Linked DNA regions of Mus musculus: region 2 is linked to region 1. The links are chromatin contacts, called in public Hi-C maps. All regions are on one chromosome and are shown on one strand. The core of a region is the stretch at or near the end of the contact, and the rest is flanking DNA. Distances in the headings are between cores, read along the strand shown.

The links. Hi-C and Micro-C count contacts between places; a contact is called where the count stands out from the background.
Region 2: a Hi-C map of liver shows a contact between it and region 1, with 2.3 times the contacts expected there. The contact joins the promoter of Sel1l here to the enhancer-like site in region 1. A contact is called at or near these places in 1 of 484 Hi-C or Micro-C datasets (liver) and 2 of 9 other capture datasets (adipose tissue and liver).

The regions. Positions count from the first base shown.
Region 1 is chr12:91,693,967-91,699,442 of GRCm38.p6, reverse strand. All of the region lies in intron 4 of Ston2 (stonin 2), which reads left to right. Among named protein-coding and RNA genes, the nearest start is that of Gm16876, 15 kb to the right of the region's middle. Within about 2 kb of position 3,047, at least 24 of the 459 cell types and tissues checked have an H3K27ac peak or open chromatin away from gene starts, as enhancers often do. A contact at or near this core is called in liver, where this site is marked.
Region 2 is chr12:91,845,971-91,851,446 of GRCm38.p6, reverse strand. It overlaps Sel1l (sel-1 suppressor of lin-12-like (C. elegans)), which reads left to right and starts at 2,290. Exons shown (of 21, transcript NM_001039089.1): 1 at 2,290-2,488. The coding sequence starts at 2,416.

The DNA of each region.
Region 1 (5,476 bases), core at 1,798-4,297:
TTATTTCTTTTTTGTTTTTGAGACAGAGTTTCTCTGTGTAGCCCTGACTGTCCTGCAGACCAGGCTGGCCTCCAACTCACAGAAATCCACCTGCCTCTGCCTCCCGAGTACTGGGGTTAAAGAAAGGTATATGCACCACTACTGCCGGGCACATGATGGCATTTCCATATACCCGTGTTGTGTGTTCTCTCTTAGTTTCCCCTGTGTCCTCTCACCTCCTGTGCTCCCTCTTGCTGCTTGTCCTCATTGTGCTCCACAGGGCACACATATGGGCAGTCTTTCTTATTCTTTCAGTCCACGTGACTGAAGGGAAGACTCACTTCACATACGCTGTGAGCTAGCCGCTGACTGACACCCATACTACAGCACTGGGGTCAGGAGCTCTCCTGAGAGAGCTGGGAGGGAGAGGAGCCAGGTTCCCTCGCAGGGTGGACAGGGGGACTCAAACGACACCTCAGTGTGTACCTGAGTGTGTTTACCTGAACGTGTCCGCCTGTGTGTATCACTGGAGGCTTATGAACGTTCTGACACATCACTGTCCTTTGCCTGAGAGGGCTCTGGGATGGAAGGGGCCTTTCCCACTTTGGTACACTTCAACTCCTCCTTCCACAGAGTATCTCTGTCGGGGAGGCTGTTTCATTTCTCAGCTCTTTTGAAACAACTAGTTAATCTTTACTATCAACCCTTGCACTCGTTCTCCTTCCTTAACCCATCCGTCCTGGTGACTAAGAATGATAACATTTCTGGTGAAAACATTGCCTTTGCCTCCCAATGACATAATGATTGTGCCCCTGCCACCACCTACCGCCCTTAATTCGGGATGACGCTCTCACCTTGTGGACCTCAGGCTTTACCGTGTGACCTGCTTTGGGGACCACAGTAAAGGGTGGACATCAAGTGCCGTGAGCTCCCTTTGTCCTGTCAGGGCTGCCCTCCAAACCCACCACTGCCACACCCTGGCTCGTCTTTGTCCCACCCCATCCTGTACAAATGCTCATGCCCACCTCCCAGATGCTGTCTCCTGTACGCCAGCTTCCAGAGCCCTCTCTGCGGACAGCATCACGCTCTTCCAGGACCCATGGACCCAAATGTAGACCACTGTGCCAGTGTCACCCTTAGACTTTGAAGGCCGGAGCCACATCATGGACTCTTGTGTGATAAAAGCTTTCTGGAGAAGGCAACAACACTCATCTACTTACCGCAGATAGGGAGCCCATGACAGATCAAAGTACAGATACCATCAAACTGTAGCCTAGGAAAACCAATGAGTTTTACCGAGGTTGCACTATGGGTGAGGGGTTACTTACGGGAGCAGAAATGACCGAAGCCTACCCTAGCTTGGGTAACAGCTTATAAAGCTGGGAACCTGGAGCACATGCCACAGCTTGTAGGCAGCTCAACATGTTGGCAAGTGTCTTTTCCAGGCATCTTGGTTGGGTTGCACCTCTTCCAGGCAGCTCCGCTAGTTTCTGCTTCTTCTACACATAGGGTCTGGTCTCAAGAGTCTTTGTGGCTTTTCTCCTCTGAGTCTTCTCTGCAACTCAGCCTGCCTCATCTTAGCCTGGCTCTCAGCTTTTATTGTCTACTCTTAACAAGGAGGGGGCCTACTGAATCTGCTCAGTTTCAGGGACCTCCTGAAGGCTTTTTTGAGTGGTTTACCAAGCAGGATCTTCTCTGCAGGATGGAATGTTTCAGTCTCAGAGGAAACGGTTATACAAGAGAGGTGTAGATGTGGACCACATACAAGCAAATATGATCTTTGGTGTATAGGACTTGGTGAGTTCCAGGCCAGTGAGAGAAATTGTCTAAAAAAATAATAAATAATGTTGACAGCTCCTGAGGCCTCCATACTCATGCACACACGTGCACATGTATTGGCACACATCTGAACATACATGAACATGCATATACAAAAAAGGAAAAGGATGGTGTCTTGGCTTTACCTAATGTTATATAAGATGGTAGCAGAATTTTTTGGCATAGTGTACACAATCGTATTGCCCAGAAGAGTCTAGAAGACATCCTAAGGGCTCTCCAGAGCTCTGGGAGTCAGCAGGTGGTCCCCAACCCCCATCTAGCTGCTGTCGTGCTGAACCCCAATTGCAAGAGCCCACATTCACTCTGAGGCCCCATTTCTGTCAGTGAGGGCTTAGATCAGTGAAGTTTGATTTTTCCCCCCAAGAATAGGACTAAGGACCAGAATATTTTGAAGGGGGGGGGGAGAACCTGAGATAAGAATAGTAGTTTATAGTATTTTTTATTTTCCAAATATCTATACGTTTATTTTGAGTATGTCTATAGTTCTCACCTTGTGTTAGAAGGAATAGTTGTCAGGTCCCAACTGTGGTGACCATGTTAAAGGGAGGAAGCTACTGAGACCCGACTTTTCTGAAATGGGTACAGCCTTCACAGTGTCAAACCATGAACTTGGCTTAGGGGCCCAGGCCAGAGCTCACCAGTGCAGTTATGATCAGCACTGTGTATTGTGAGAAACACTGTCATTTTTATAAAGTTTGGAAGCCAGGCAGGAGAGGCAGGCTGATCTCTGAGCTTGGGGGAGGGGAAGGGAGCTTTTCAGTGCATGCTTTTATTCATTCTTTGTATAGCCTGTGAGAAAAGCAGAAAAGTCTCTCCTTTAAAACAAGGAAGCAACTGAGACATAATAAATTTCAGTGATTGGTATTCTGTTCTACCAAATTAATATTGCTATCAGGAATATTTTATCAATTGATACATCAGTATGTATCATTCACTAATGATGAACTTGTAATGTACCATAGATTATGTATTTATATTTGATAGGATTTCCCACTGCTTTCACATGTGCCCATGCCTGCTGTAGAACCTGGTTCATGTATACAGGCCTCCAGAACCCTCTATGCAGACCGTCCCGGGCCTCTACCAGGACCTGTTTACCTAAGTATGAACCACACTGCTGTGTGTCACCTTTAGACTTTGGACTCTAGGGACTCTGAACATGTGGGTGGGACCCTGATACCAGCAAATGGGGCTTTCCCCATGAGGACTCAATATAGTCCACAGGGCCATCGATGCCGGCTAGAGCCAGGGCCAAGCTCCAGAGTGCAGGGAGTTTCTCTGGCCATTCCTGCAGCCAGTGGTGGCTGGAAAGTGGATGCAGAGGCTCTGCCAGCCAGAACTCTTAGCCACTTCTACTACTAGAAAACCTTAAAGGTAGGGTGCAACTCTGTGCCCAAAAAGAAACGACAGGTTTTCATGAGATATCTGATGGACTCAGATATTATTGAAATTTGTATTATACATCTCCCTTTATTGAAGTGATTTTTCTAAGAACTTTGACTATTGTCTTTGCCCAGCTCAAAATGCACTCTGATGTGGTTTGACACATGAGCACCCATGAAGTCATCTTCATAATCAGAATAATGAGCACCTCCCCACACACACACACACAGTGGGGCCAACACCAGCTATCAGCCTTTCTGCTTTCTTTGTCCACAGCCCCTTCCCCAGACAGCCATTACTCTGCTCGCTGTCACTATGAATTCACGGTGTCTGAGTCTTATATGAGTGGACTCGTAAGATAGCCTCTCCATTGTTCCTGGTTCCTTCACGTGACATAATTCTTTTGAGCACAATAAATGTTGTTCTAATCCTTTCTATGAGTGAGTAATGGTCTACCATTTGCTTGTAGTATTTCATTATATTGAAAGAGAAAAACAAAGCTGAGATTCTTTAAATGATTTTTTGAGACTTTAATACAGATATTTAATTTCCCCTTCCTTTTCTCCCCCAAAAGCCTCTCATGTGTCCCCCCCCCCCCCGCCTGCTTTCAGATTCCTGGCCCGTTTTTGTTGTTGTTACATGCATACATACATACATATTATATTCATACATACATATATACATTCATACATACTCCTAAATACATAAATTCAACCTGCTCAGTCCATACAGTGTTACTTGTATGCGATATGTTTTCAGGCTGATCATTTGACATTGGGTAACCAATGGCCGAGTACTTCCCTAGAAAAAACTATTTCTCCCTGGACTCAGTATTCCTTAGTTGCCTGCAGTTCTTTATCTAACGCTGAGGCTTGGTGAGCTTTCCTCTATACACATTAGCACATCTATTGCTGTCTTCCTTGGATACACAGATACGTTTGTGATGCTTGAAGACCAAAGTCATTACTCCTTGTTATTTTGCCTCTTAGTTTATGAAGGCTAAAAATAAAATCCTCACCACTGGAAAGGCTGAGCAACCCTGACCATCTGGAATATAACCAGTTACAAGAAAAGGACTAAGCCAGGTGTGGTCATACATACCTTTAGTCCCAGCACTTAGGAAGCAGAAGCAGGGAGATCTCTGTAAATTTGAGTCCAGTCTGGTCTACAGAGTAAGTCTCAGGCCAGTCACGGTTATAGTGAGACTAGTCTATTAAAAAACAAGACAAAACAAAACACCCATAAAATGACTAGGATGGGCTGTGCTTTTTTGACTTTGAACTTCAGACTAGGTAAACAGTTAGTCAAGTGCTTGCTCCCTGGCCTCGTATCCCAGGGACTTGGAAATCTAAAACAAATAAAGCAGGTCACCCCAGGGTCTTACCAGGATGTTCAAGAGATCTACGCTGTCGTTTGCTGGGTTACCAGGCTAACCCAGGACAGCACACCTCTATGTCCCACCTGAGCTCATAAATCTTCCATGGTTTCCTGTACCTAACCTTTGACCGCTTTAACCTGGCGGCTGTAATTTACTCTGGGATGTAACTTTCCCTAGGGGGTGGTAACTATTGTTTAAATTCAATAAAACAAAGTACCTATTATTGATTGCCAAGTAGATAGTCTATATTAAAAAATTATGGTTTGTTTACAAGTTCAAACAATAGGATATTTTAAACTGACTATCACTGTGTAGCTCAGGTTGGCCTGGAAAAATGAAATCAAACTGTGTAACTCAGACTGACCTCAAACTTGTGGCCATCACCCTGTCTCAGCGTTCCAAGTGTTGGGTTACTAGGCATGAACCACTATGCTCGGCTCAGATTTCCTTCCTTTCTTCACCCTCTCTTTCTTTCCCTTTCCATGTTTCCCGCCTGACTTCCAGTTTTCAGATTTAATAAAAATGCCTATCAAAATTCCAAGTGGGCTAATAAGAATAAACAGTTTTCAAAAAAAGAAATAGACATGGCCAATAACTACTTTGAAAAGTATCCAGCATTCCTAGTTTTAAAGGGAGTGCAAATTAAAGTCACTTTGACATACAACTTACCACAGTGAGAACAGTTATCATCAGGAGATCTAACAAAACAAAAATGCTGGAGAGGGTGCGAGGCAGTGGCTCTGTAACAGGCGTGATGGCAGCACCCTTGCTTGCTTGTTCTCCTCTTCATGATGGTGATGAAGTCTCGGTGTTGAGGGGTGGCCAGCGCTTGCTGACCTTTTTCACAGGTAGGTGACTTAGCAGCTCGCTTCAGTGCACAGAAGTCTTCATTAGGCC
Region 2 (5,476 bases), core at 1,041-3,540, 150 kb before region 1:
CAGTTCTCCCACTCTCGTGACTCCAGAGCCAGCTCTTCCAACTGCCATAGTTATCAATGGATGAGGGGGGAGGAAGCCATTTCTCCCTCATCCACACCACCACACAGGAGACAACAGTAAGAGCCAGCTCTCCCATGCTCTCACCCTCAGTCTGGCTCACCCAAAATCTTTATTGGAGACACATAGAGATATATAGTTATATATCTATATCTATATCTATCTATATACACATATACAGATATAGATATATCCAGATTGTTAGTAAAGAAACAGCCAACATGACCACTCCATGATAAGGTTAAGGTTTTAGTTGTTTATATAAGCAGGAAAACAGCCAGATGCATCTAGAAGAGTCCAGAACAGAAAGGGAAGCAGGCTGTGTATGGCCTGGCCTAGGAAAGCAGGACAGAGGAAGAGAATCTTGGAGACAGCAAGAGATGGCAGACGGGGAGAATAATAAGGGTTGGGGTGCCTGCAGGAAGAGTAGAGAATAGTGAGCTATAAGGAGGGTGAGTAGCTTCTGGGAGGGAAGGGCCAAGAGACCAATGAGAGAGCTTTGGAATGTACAACAAGTACTTGTGAGCAGAGACTGAGAGCGCCTAGAGGCTGGCATAGGCTTTCCTATACAGCCACAGGTCCAGGTCAATGGAGAGCCGTATGTCACTTCTGCCAGAGGTATGAGAAATGATTCCTTTTGGCAGATGGAAAGCAATTTCACAAGTTTCTGAAGAATGCTGGCTTTTATCAACCCACCAGAAGTCCTCCTGTGGTCCAGCTGGAGCTCATTTCTGAATATTCAGACACCCTGAGATCTAATATTGAGGACCTTAGCTCCATCCTTCAGAACCCAGGTTTTTTAAAAGCAAGCACAGCAGCATGGGCCTGGAATCCCATTACTGTGGCAGAGCAGACATGAGAATCCTTGGGACATCCTAGTTAAACCAGGGTTTGGCTAGATGAATCAACAAGGCCCATGTTGAGACCTTGTCTCAAAAAATAAGGTGGAGAAGGTAGAGATCAATTGAGAACGAACCCTGACATTAACCTCCATCCTATACACCTTTATGCGCATGGTGCACGCACACACACACACTGAGGGGGTGTTGGGGGGCATGGGGGAAACTGTTCCCCATGCCCTCTGATGCAAACGTACAGCAGCTAATTTTTTAACATCTTCCTAAAAATAATGACTGCCAAAAAAGATAGAAAACAAGTGTTCAGAGAAGTCAAGACACTGAGACAGGAAAGACTTTCCCCCCTAACCCCCTGCTGAGTTCTGTATGCAGTGCTGGAAAATAAATCTTAGAAGGATTCAATTTGATTAAGAAGACTGAAAAGCATCAAGATGCTGCCCTGCCACTCAAAGGGATTGTGCGTGCATCGGTACTTACTACATAACTATTGCAATCCCTGAAGTGCCTTGGCTCTCACCTCTGTGGCCACACAAACCATCTAATCCCTTTTCTGGTCAAGGAAAAAGAGAGCATTGCAATATTTCACTAGAGAAGAATGAGGACCAGTGTTTGAAGGGTTTGGGAGAGCTGTTAGAACATTTATTGAGTGGCTAATATATATGGAAGCCTTAGTGAAAACAATCACAGGAGCTGAACTAATCTCCACTGGTAGGAATTTCTTCCCTTTTGTTTTATTAGGGAAATGACAAGCGGCATTGTCTTGTACTGCTGGCTCTGTAAACTTCACGTATTGCTTCACCTAAGCTTTTTTTTTTTAAGACTTAAGTATTTTTTTTAACTAAATATTTAAAATTTTCAGTTCAGGTATAGCTTATTTCTCAGCGTTCATATCATGTCCAGTTCAAGTTCTCAAAATAATTAAAAAGAAATACTTAGCAACCTTGCAAGTTCTTAACCGTTTGATATCTGTTCCTTGATAATTATTCTGGTTCAAACGCAAGAGTCCAGTGAATCATTTTCTTGAAACTCCTTATGCCCTCAGCCACCTGCGGCTTCTAACCTGACTTTATGCTAAACTGCATCTCCCAAGAGCATCGGCCGAGAAAAATCTAGTGCGGTGCATGGTGGGAGTTGTAGTCCTGGATGAGGGTTCCCCCGCCTTCGAGCCGCTGATTCAGGCGCTACCAATTAGCTGGGGCCATGTCGGTGAGGCCGTGGTCCAACCGGGAAAGCTGGTATGACAACTGTACACAATGATTGGCTAAAAGATGACATAGGGGGCGTGACTATGTGTGGGGTGGGGCGATCACGGCCATTGGCCAAGGAGGACGGAGCGGCGGGCGCGGATTGGCTGCGCTCTGGGCCAGGGAGGCCTGGGAAGGGGCGAAGAAGGAACCTGAGCAGGAAGAGCGGCTGCGAGGCGGCGGCACAGAGGCAGCGGCTGAGTTGGTCGCGGCGACGGCGACGGCGACGGCGAGGGCTCTCGACCTTCGAGAGCAGGATGCAGGTCCGCGTCAGGCTGTCGTTGCTGCTGCTCTGCGCGGTGCTCCTGGGCTCGGCAGCCGCGACCTCGGGTCAGTATCGAGCCTCGGGCAGCAGGCCCCGAGCCACCGCCCCCCGACCGCGGTGGAGACAGGGCCACGGGGCTCAGCGGTCTCGGGCACTGCTCGCCCTGACTGTCACTCGCTCTTGCCTTGGGCATCGGTTAGCCTGGGCCGAAGAGGGTGCTTAGGAAACTGGACATAAGGAAGGGCTGGTCACCCTGCCCACACCTCTCCCACGCAGCAAACTTTAGGTGACTTCTGACGAATTAGGAATTGCCCAATTAGGAGGGGATTCCTGACGGCTGGCTTAGACCCTCAGAGATTCCTCTACCTTCACGTAGGTGATGTGTGCACAGGCTCTGGGACACGCTGGGGTTTGCAGTTGACATACCTGGAGCTGTCACTTTTGTGCAGAGCAGGGTTCATCCGGACTAGGATGTTGACAGTGGAGGAATTGCTCAACACCTGATCTGTTAGTCTGGTTTTTAAAAGAAAAAACTCTGATATAATTGTAGTCACTTGTCCCCCGCGTCCTGGGAAAAATGTGACCTCTGCCACGGTGTCCATGGTCTTTGAGTTTGTAGATAGTCATTTTATTTATGGGTTTTGAGACAGACTTAGTTCTTTCAAAATTAATAGAAAATAATGTTGCCCTTTTCTGTAGGTACAAAAAGCCGTGTGCTTTTAAATTGATTTTTCGACTAGCTGACTTACATTACCTCTTTGCAAAGGATTTTCTTTTTTAATGTTTTGATCTGCCTATATCAGAAAACTTACTGTCTTAGAAATGTTTCTCTTAAACGTACTTAGGATGTTTTAGAGTGAATAAACATTGACTCCTGGAAGACTTTGAGATTTTTAATCAGTTTCGCTTAACAAGACAGCTGTTGGGTGGCTTTATACTTTTTTCTGGAACACTGCAAAATGTAAATGTCATCTTTAAAAAAAAACAAAAAAAAACCCGAATTTCCCCAGATGGTTATTTGAATCCCCAGATCCTCCGTTCTAGTTGTAAATGAAAGCCATAATGTCATCCTACTTCTAAAATCGAGTTAGACCAAAATGCTGTCTCCGGTGTGTTTGGAGACACCCTTTCAAATGTGGCAAGCATATGGTAACCACTTTACTGCCAGCATTATGCTTGAGGTTGATCCTGCTTCATTTGAAATGACAGTTTGTGTTGAAGAGCAGTTCTTTAAAGACTACAATACTTGACTCTGGCAGAAATTCTAGCGGGTATTGTTCAAAAGAAGTATGCCGTGGAAGCTGCCCTTGCCTTGGGTAAAGTACCTGATGGGCTGAGTTCCTCTTGGGGTTTTGCTAAGTTTTAGATCTAGAATATACCACATACCCATACATGAACGAGCTCTGTGACTCTTCACACTGAAGCGCGAAGATTCCAGTAATCAAATAGCATAACTTACATCCCTCTGAAATTCCCATCTGCAGAGTTTAAAGGCTGTTCGAACACAACAGTTTTTCCTGCCTCGTCCGTCAGCTCTGTTGCATGTACTTTGAGCTCTGGACAGTAGAGACGCTCTCCGGTTGGTTCTAAGTCTCTTAGCTATTCTACAATACTTAGCACTCAAGTGTTAAATATTAGGGTTGTATGAGTATAAGTGGAGTGCAGAGTTTTAAGAAATGTCTACTCAGAGTTCTGTCACAGCGACAGCCATGCCAAAGCATTTCTCTGGTAGAGGCATAAACTTAGCCCAAGCTACAGTTACAAAACTGCAGGATGTGAGAGAGCGAAGGCCAGTGCCCCTGCTCATGCAAAGCTCCACATTATCAGATTCAGGCCTCCTCTGGGTTAAACTCTTCTATACCTGCGTGGACTTTTTATTTCCATTTCTTATTTCCTAAACAGTATAATAACTGGTTAACACTTAGCTTCTAAGAAGGGATGGACGGTGTCTGCAAATAGTGTCCTACTTTATATAAGGGACTTTGCAGTGCTTGGGTTTGGGCACCCTAGGGTTAGGACATGATGGGGTGTCCCGGGACCTGGCATTTCTATGTATCAAACACTAGCTTTTCTCGACTTACATCTGATAAAGAGCTTTATAAATTAAAGGCTTGGATTTTTCAGCTCTCCATGGCATGCATTCAGTTGCTTATTTTTAACCTCGTTTTTGAAATTTAGATTTAAAGGTTTGCTCTTAATAAAAGTTACATTTTGTTGTAATTTTGTGTTTAATATTAAATCTTATCCAAGGCAGGTTGAACTTACAACCACGTCAGTGACGTCACTGTTGTTAAACATCATCTAATATGTTGGCTTAGCAACATGTAAAAGCATGATACCTGGATTAAAGTTGCTTTCTTTTTCTTGTAAATGAATAAATTGAGAGGACACACACACACACACACACACACACACATTTCTCCATACTTTTCTCAAGGTAACAGTGAAAAGGTGTTCATGTTTCTCACCTAGAAACACGGGCCTCGTTGAGCTGGGAGTGTTCCCTATCGGTTCTGCTAGCTCCCCTCGTGTTCACTGGGGCAGCCTGAGTTCAATGCAGAGACAGGGTGGGGAGAGACTGCGAGAGATTAGGAGAATGGGTGTCACAGTCTTTACATTAGCTACACTGCCAGGTATTTGAGGCAAGTTGTATTAATACATAAGTTCAGAGAGCAGCTTCTGGATAAGCAGGAGATTTCATTTCCTGGTTGTACTGTTCCTTATAAATAACATCACTGTGAATCAACAGACGCATGTTCGTATCCCCTTTTGACAAACTAAGACAGTAGAGGCCAAGCAAGCCTTCTATCCTGAACCACGTGTGTCCAAGTAAGTATGTGAGAAAGCCAGGCCATAGCTTTCCAAGCGTCAGATTTGGGGTGACTTAGGGTCAGGGGTTCCCTAGGACCTGAAGGCAGGTCGGCAGTTCTTCTCGATAACCTCACTGCTCCTTGTGTTTGGAGCTGGACTAGCCTGCTTAACAGACAGGACACATAGCAAAATGAGTTTGTAACGACCACCTCTCCTTGGCAGAATAGCCATGCTCGTGTGCT